Linked DNA regions of Drosophila melanogaster: region 1 is linked to region 2. The links are chromatin contacts, called in public Hi-C maps. All regions are on one chromosome and are shown on one strand. Each heading gives the region's core, a stretch centred on a gene start, on an enhancer-like site or on the middle of the called end of the contact. The rest is flanking DNA. Distances are from core to core; before and after follow the strand shown.

Region 1 (3,792 bases), core at 324-2,823, 2.6 Mb before region 2:
CTGCATCTTTGCTGACGCAGGCGAGGAAGTGCCGGACGACCAGTTCGTACACTCGCGCCTCGTTTCCCTGCAGGTCTTTAGGAGAAAGGGGTATGTTATGTTCGGTTTTAGATTAAAATAAAGATTCCCTTACTTTCTGCCAGCTTGGTGGGATGAATTGGAGGATGGGCCTGATCCGATTTGTTACCGTTTCGAGGATTTGGTCCCCACTCAATCACCCGCTGGGCAAATGCTCCCCAGTCGCGGTGACCCGTTTGCATCTCAACTAGTGGTGCCAGAGCGAACTCCTTGGAGAACTGGTTGGTTTCCGTACGGGGATAGCTGATGAAACCCTTGGTATATAATTTTTCGGCTATTGTCATCGTCTCCTTGGCAGATAGCTTGAGTTTCCTCGAGCCAAGCTTCTCCATTTCCACGGTATCCAGCGGAGTTGGGCGCCATTTGTGTTTGGGCTTAACGGTGACGCTCTCCACGAGCGCTCTAGGATCGGGTTCGGCCAGGCAGAGGAGCAAATAGTTTTCACAAGCTTCCTTATCGAAGAGTCGGTTTCGGGCCCAATTAAACTCCACCGTCAAGTCATCAATTGTGTGCAGAACTAGAAATACAATATTTATAGCTTTCCAATGCGTACTGCATCCTCCTCCTACCCTTAATCTTCCAAAATGGCTCGGATACGAAGGCCTCAATCTCCTTGTACCGTTCGGCGACGAATCCCAGGGTGGGAATTTGGCAGCTTCCATAGGATATGAGCTTATCAGCTATCTTTTCGGGGAACAGACGTTGTAGGCGCATTGTCTGAAACCGGGTGATGGCGGCACCAGTTCGCAAATCCAGTTCCGTGCGCACATCCACTGCATCGCTCTGCCTTTTGTCCGGCTGCCCCAATTGCTGCAGAGCCCGACGCACCGCCACCGTGGTAATCTCCGAGAAAGTGGCACGATAAACCGAAATATTCGGTTTGATAGCGCGACACACATCAATAATCTCGTAGCCAATGTTCTCGCCCTCGCGATCGCAATCCGTCCAGATAATCAATCCCTGACAGCCGCGCACCTCGCGTTCCAAGGTCCTTTTGATAGGCTCATAATCCGAGCCCACGCCCTTTTTCACCGGCGCGTCGAATAAAGAGCGCGGATCCACCGTTCTCCAATTTTTGTAAGACACCTGGAATGCCAGCTGCATCATGTGGCCGGATACGGAGGTCATAACCATTTTGGCATTCTGACCGCGCACAGGGGCCTCGAAATCGAAGACCTTGTTGTACACCGAGTAGCCTTCGCGCTGTGGGCAGGAAAACAAATAAGTTGTGTTTGCATCCTACAATTCCCACCAAATTGAATAGCATACCCTTTGTGCTGCGCCATTTGACAGCAGGCCGGCAATCGTTTTGGCGGCGTCGTTCTTCTCAGCCACGTTTAAGTACTTCATTGCCTGGCCGGGATTAGCGCAATATCTTCTGTGTGAGGCGACGACGGGGCGAAAACATGTTAAGACAGCTTTCATTCAAATAAATTCGCAGTAGAGTAAAAACAAACTTTTGATCGCGCCATATGAAGAGGAAGAACATCGATGAATTTATCGAAGTTTTTTCTTCGGTCATCGATTTCTTGGCAGCGCAGCTGTCAATCCAGCTGGTAACACCGATAAAAAGTGGCGCGCCTTTTGAAAAAATTGAATTTAGAAGTAACACCACCAATCAAATAGCAATTTTTCTCTGTTGGTATGACTGCCACCCTTTAACCAAAAATAGACATTGTTTCTCCTGAAATACGAAACTATTTTATTTATTATATCTCTCTATATAACTTGCTGTTTTGCATTCACGTTGCTACGATTTTTTTCTTTTTTTGACTTTCATTGCGCTTGTTTTTGGGGATTTTTTCTTTGCAATTTTTTTGTTCTTTTAGTGTTTTATCGTTTTAACTCAACATAAAATCTTAACAATTATATATCCGCGTATATATATTTGTATATAAGAAAAGGATAGAGTGAAAAATGTGTAAATACAAAGGTAGTTCACGATCTTTAACCAATGTTTTGTCTCGCGCTTTTTCGCATCGAGCCTTGGAGTTTGGTTGCATTTCGCTGTTGAAGTTGTAGTTTCAGTGTTGTTATTTCGGACTTAGGCTTAGCTAAACTCATTCGTATTTTTAGGCGATTCATAACTTATGTTCAGTAAAATATTAGTAATATTTAGAGCGTTTAATTGAAGTGTGCAAAGTGTTCGTTCATTCTCAGCACTGCCACACACTCAGCAGTTAGATATAGAATAACAACAAATACATGTTAAGGGTTTCCTAACACTTGTGAGCCCCACGGAACTTTCCCGGCCGCCTCAACAGCGGAGGGCGATGGATCAACGACGCCAGGAGCGATCCTCGGACTCCTCATCCTCCTCCTCATCTTCCAGGCGCAGCTCCGGCAGCGTGTCGCTGCCTAACAGACTCTCGCTCTCACTGACGGACTGGATTAATTGTTTGGGGTTCTCTAGGCTAACGGACATGTCACCTGGTGCAGCGGACTTCTCAACAGGGGCGGCCATTGGAGCTGGAGCGGGAGTCACCACGGGAGCCCACGAGATCTGTGGTTGTACAAAGAGTTAATATGCTGCCGAATTCGCACGGCAGAGGCAGCCTTTGTCGTTCACTCACCTGCAGGCGCTTGTCTTTGTACATTTTGCCCCGGAGCACAGCCTGTTCGGCGTTGAGACGGGTTGCGTATGAGAGTATTAACTGTGGAATCTCACGGTCTACATCATGCTTAGAAATCTCGCCGAAGTTCTGTGAAAAGACACGAAAAATACATGTTCATTGCAATCCAAAACCAAAAATATCAAACAATCTCATTTTGAGAACTCGGCATTAGGCTTACCTTAAAGTGCCCGAGGACAAAGTCTGCCTCTTCGGCCGCAAAGCCAGTGACCACGATGGCCTTTGGCCGCCTGTCGACACGAGTGGGTCCCTCCGGCAGATTCGGACGCTTGCGTCCTGCACCGCCACCGGGTGCCCCGGAAGCAGGTGCATAGTGGGTAGACTTGTTATTCGCAGCTGAGCCAACACCAAGATTGCGCTGTAACTCCTCCAATCGCTTCTGAATGGCTGTAGTGTCGTTGCCCTCCTGTTGCTGGGCGATTAGCTCCAGTTCCATGTCAAGCAATTCCTTCTTCTGCTGCTCCTTGGTCTTCTTGACGGGCGGCTGTTGCTGCTGCTGTTGTTGCTGCATTTGTGCTTGCAACTGATCCTGGTCGGCCTTGATTTCCTTTCGTAGTTTGTCGATTGTCATCTGCAGCACCTTTATTGTCTGCAGAGTAGGGGCCCTCTGAGGATCCTGCTGGTCCATTCGCTCCACCAGTTCCAGAGCAGTCTTCATCTGCTTCATATAGCTCTGGAGCAATTCTTGTTTGCGTTTGCGCAACCCGTTAGCCAGTTGGTGAACTGCTTTCTGCTGCTCCTCCTGCTTCTTGCGTATGCTAGCGGCATTGGCGGCAGGGTTCAAAGGACGACCTGATCCCGGTGCTCCCGCACCAGCTGCTCCTCCAGCTGAGCCGCCAGCTGTCGTTGTATTTAGCTTGAGACGCATTGATGCCGGAGCCGCTGTGTTGGCCTGTTCCGTGGCAGGGGTGCCAATGTTACCAGCTCCCGCCTCAGTCAGAGGATTGGCATTGCTGATCTTCGCACCATCCGCATTGGGTGTTGGCACTGCCGGAACGTTATGCAGATGGTACTGGCTGGCGTTCTTCCGTCCACCGCCTCCTCCACCGCCGCCCATCTGGTTCATCTGTCCCACATCCGC
Region 2 (3,970 bases), core at 829-3,328:
TCGGGACGGCGGCCTCCACCATTCTACAAGACCAATAATGATTAAATAAAGCGAAATAACTTATAATTATTATTCAATAATTTTAGTTTATATCATTTTTTATAACTTTATTAAATATTTTTGTTGTCTAAATATGCAGACAACATAAATATCCAAAAATAGGTTTTTTAAGAAATAATTCAAAAATTCTTAAATTTAATTTTAATTTGCATTACATTTTTTCAAATGTTTGTGATTTAAATAATAAAAACGGTATATTCGGTATATATTTTATCTTGAACATTTCAGTATTTTTATTTTGAACGCATGGTATTTTTAACGGTCAAGGGCGGGCACACTTTTGGGCCACCACACGTGTAGAAAAAACATATTATTGATAAAGTGCTAATTTGTGCAAGAATGAAAACACCAAAAGCGAAAGAATCAGAAAAGGCTGAATTAAAGCCGATTAAAAAAGAGCCAGGCGTCGTGGAGGATGGTAAAGTGACAAAGAAATCAAAGACGAAGCCCAAAAAGAAGACGGTTAAAGTGCCAAAAGATGAAGTAAAGGCCGCTGTCCAGGAAAGTCCCAAAAAATTGTCCGCCAAAGACCTGGCCAAGATCGAAAAAAAGAAGGCCAAGAAGCAGGCACAGAAGCTGAAGAAGCAGCAAAACAAACTGGCGCCCAAGGAGATCAAAACGGAACCAGAAGCGCAGGTTAAAGTCGAAAGTAAGGCCACCAAAAAGGAAAAAGTGGAGAAGGAACCAACGACTGCTCCAAATGAAAAACCAAAAGGAAAAGTGTCTAAAAAAGCCAAAGCCAATGCCAATAACAAGGACGAAGGTAAGGTTAACAAAAAACCATATTCCCATAGATTCATCAATTTCCATCATTTTCATCCCACAGAAGGAGTTAAGCGGATCCGCAATCCTGCAGAAGAGGCGTCCACCGTTTTCGTGGGGAATTTGCCAATCAACACCAAACGTGTACAGCTGGTGAAATTGTTCCAGCCATATGGGTTGGTTCAATCCATCCGGCTGCGCACCGCCGGTGGTAAGCAGCTTTTCAAGCACAAACAGCGCAAGGTAGCCGGCTCCCTGAACGCCTACGTGGTGCTCGAGAAACCCGAGATTGCCCAGCAAGCGCTGGCTCTTAATGGCTCCGAGTTCAAGGAAAATCACCTGCGGGTGACTCCCGCGTCTATGGCGGAGAAATTCGGCCAGGCAAAGGATAAGCAGCCCAGTGACAAGGATGCCAAGCGAACCATTTTCGTTGGCAGCCTAAAGTACTGTAAGTAAAGCAGTAAGTAGTTTTAACTAAATGCTAACATCATGTGCTACACATTCCAGCGGCCACCGAGGAGCAGCTGCGAGAGATCTTCTCCAGTTGCGGCGAAATAGACTACATTCGCTGCCTGCAGGATGGCGACAAGGGCTGCAAAGGAGTAGCATACGTCTGTTTCCAAAAGCCCGATGCTGTGGGACTAGCTCTTGAACTTAATCAGACGCTTCTAGATGATAGGCCTATCAACGTGGAGCGCTATCAAGTCAAAAAACTGGGTGCCAAGCAAGTGCGCGATGCTGCCGCCGCCTCAGCTGCTTCGAAAACGTCCTCAAAGACCAAAGCTAAGAACCAGAATTCTGCGGGCGCAAAAAAAAGGCTAGACAAGAAGAAGGGCAAGGAGAACGGTAGTTTGAAAAAAGAAGGAGCACCTACTGGTCAAAAGAAGAAGTCAGAGTACCGGGGCGTCAAAGTCGACGGCATCAAGAAGGCTAAGAAGCCTAAAAAGAAAAGCAATGACCAACAAACGGCTCTTGCCAAAAAAATAGCACCCAAGCAAAAGAGTTAATATACATTTAGACTAGGCATAAGGTTTGAAATAAGTTGAAACTCAATTCAATGAGATTCGTTTGACTTTCTGTTACGAAGTTAACCACCGGATCAGTTTCCGTAGCGGACACTAGATTGATTATGTTGACCAAGTAATCGTTGAAAGATTACTCAGAGAACAACTTAAAAATAAAATGCAAAATTTTAAACAATGTGTATTGTGTATTAAAATAAGTTAATTAAATAGAGGGGGTTTTGACAAAAGCAGCTGTCAACAAGGCTTTGAAATAATTCTCAGTCAAAGACTACATCTAAAATAAAATGTTTCTGCTTGGGATCTGCTTTATTTGCAGTCTTAACCCTTTAGTGCTAAATGCATTTCCTGTGGTAAGTTTATTGTTAAATGTCTTTTTTTGAGAGATTGTGCAATCGGTGCTCTAGGAATCCCAGGCCGATTCCAAGGATTTGAGTGTCCTGAATGCTCCCTTGACCGATCCTGCCGACTATCCCGACCTCACAAATGGTCTTACCGATGCGGAGGTACAGGAGAGCCTCAAGGATCTAACCTTAGATGATCTTAACTCCTTGAACAAGCTACTTGATGAGCGCCTTGGCCGAGATGAAGATGTCGACTCTGACGGTAAGTTATCACTGTAGATGATCTCTCATTGTCACCGGCTGAAACTTTTCAAAGAAAGCGAGTCTAACAACACATGGTAGACAAGCGATGGCCAATATACGCAAGCAGGACTTTCAGTCCATGGAAGTAGGTCTCGATGATAACTGCCGGGATGAGGAGGATTCCGATGAAACGAAGCCTAATTTGTGCACAAAGAGACCCACTTGCCCGACTACCAAGCGTTGCTCAAGGAAAAGCACTTGTGTGCCGAAAACCACTCGAATGTGCTCAACTAAAAGCGCCTACGATAGTTGCAAGCCAAAATCCGGTGGCTTTATGGACGACGATCTTATAAGCGAAACTACCAAATCTCCGAAGCCAAAGAACAAAAAGTGCAAGAAACCTAAGGATGACTTCGAATGCGAGGCAGATGACTTTCTGTGCCAGGCCAGCAGGCGATCAAGGGGCAAGGAAAGTAGAAACACACTTTTGGATGAAGAATATATTCCAGGGCGGCCGTTGACTGGAAATGCGCAGCTGGGTGATGAGCTCACATCAGCATTAAATGATCAAGGTGAACCATTGAATGATGCACAAATGGAACTATCAAACTCCGAGTTTGACAACAACTTAGGCCTAGAAAATCCAGATAGTTTGGAGCAAGGTCAGCCTTTTGACTTAGGAAAGGATAGCAAGATTAATACAGAGCAGAAACATCAAACTAATTTAAAAAACGAGTATAGTCGTGAAAATCTTATGCAGGATTACCCCAAAAACTTGAAGCACGAACCTTCAGGCCAATTGAAAGAAGAAGATCAGGCCAACTTGGATCAGAACTATAATGCTAAGATTGATCAAGAACAATCTACTGGCTTAGAGCTAAAAAGCCAGTCCACTTTGGATCAAGAAGATCAGTTTAATTTAAACAAGGAATATCAGCCAAACTTAGATTTTACCAATCCGGTTAATTTCGAGCAGGAGCATCAGTCTAATTTCGATTCAGAATATCAGAACAACTTTCAAAAAGATCATCTGACCAACTGGGAGAAAGAACATCTGGCAAACTTCGATGCTGGACAATCAGCTAGTTTGCATCAAGGTGAACAGCAGTTCAATCGGAATCAGAAGGCACCTAATGTGGAGGGAGTCGACAGGAGTCGACAAAACGAACCGATAGCGAATGAAGCAGATCCGCTTGATCCTAACGATCGGCATCAGTCCTCCAGGACCTCACTTCGTAAGAGAGAACAAACAGAGAAGCAATTTGAGGAGCACATGCCCAATGAAGATGATAATAAACAGGCGAGTATCAAGGATGAGCTGATGCCACTTAACACTGATCTGCCCAAGCAGGAACATCTCTTCGATAGCGAAAGGTAAGATAACTACGATTTTGTTGTTTCATTACCATCACATCATCACATAATCAATTTCTTGCTCAAGTTTTATTGCCAATAATGCTCGGGATCCACCTCGTTATTTGATTCAAATGCAAGACGACTATATACAAAGTGAAAATGATAGTGGCGAGCGTCGATTGC

What was found. A called contact is a pair of places that touch in the nucleus more often than the background predicts.
Region 1: a contact with region 2 is called in a Hi-C map of the Kc167 cell line, with 2.6 times the contacts expected there. The contact joins the promoter of Top3alpha here to the promoter of CG31805 in region 2. A contact is called at or near these places in 12 of 107 Hi-C or Micro-C datasets (the D17-c3 cell line, the Kc167 cell line, the S2 cell line and 4 more).

What each region holds. Positions count from the first base shown.
Region 1 is chr2L:19,495,949-19,499,740 of dm6, reverse strand. It overlaps Top3alpha (Topoisomerase 3alpha), which reads right to left and starts at 1,573. Exons shown (of 4, transcript NM_078878.3): 1 at 1,348-1,573; 2 at 648-1,281; 3 at 134-595; 4 at 1-75. The coding sequence starts at 1,503. It overlaps swm (second mitotic wave missing), which reads right to left. Exons shown (of 6, transcript NM_001273657.1): 4 at 2,872-3,792; 5 at 2,652-2,780; 6 at 1,763-2,581. The coding sequence ends at 2,357.
Region 2 is chr2L:16,898,581-16,902,550 of dm6, reverse strand. CG31805 reads left to right here and starts at 2,078. Exons shown (of 5, transcript NM_165201.3): 1 at 2,078-2,197; 2 at 2,252-2,450; 3 at 2,509-3,805; 4 at 3,873-3,970. The coding sequence starts at 2,132. tweek (tweek,) reads right to left here. Exons shown (of 24, transcript NM_001299074.1): 10 at 1-23. It overlaps CG12288, which reads left to right and starts at 333. Exons shown (of 3, transcript NM_135978.2): 1 at 333-823; 2 at 887-1,270; 3 at 1,330-2,016. The coding sequence starts at 400. The coding sequence ends at 1,829.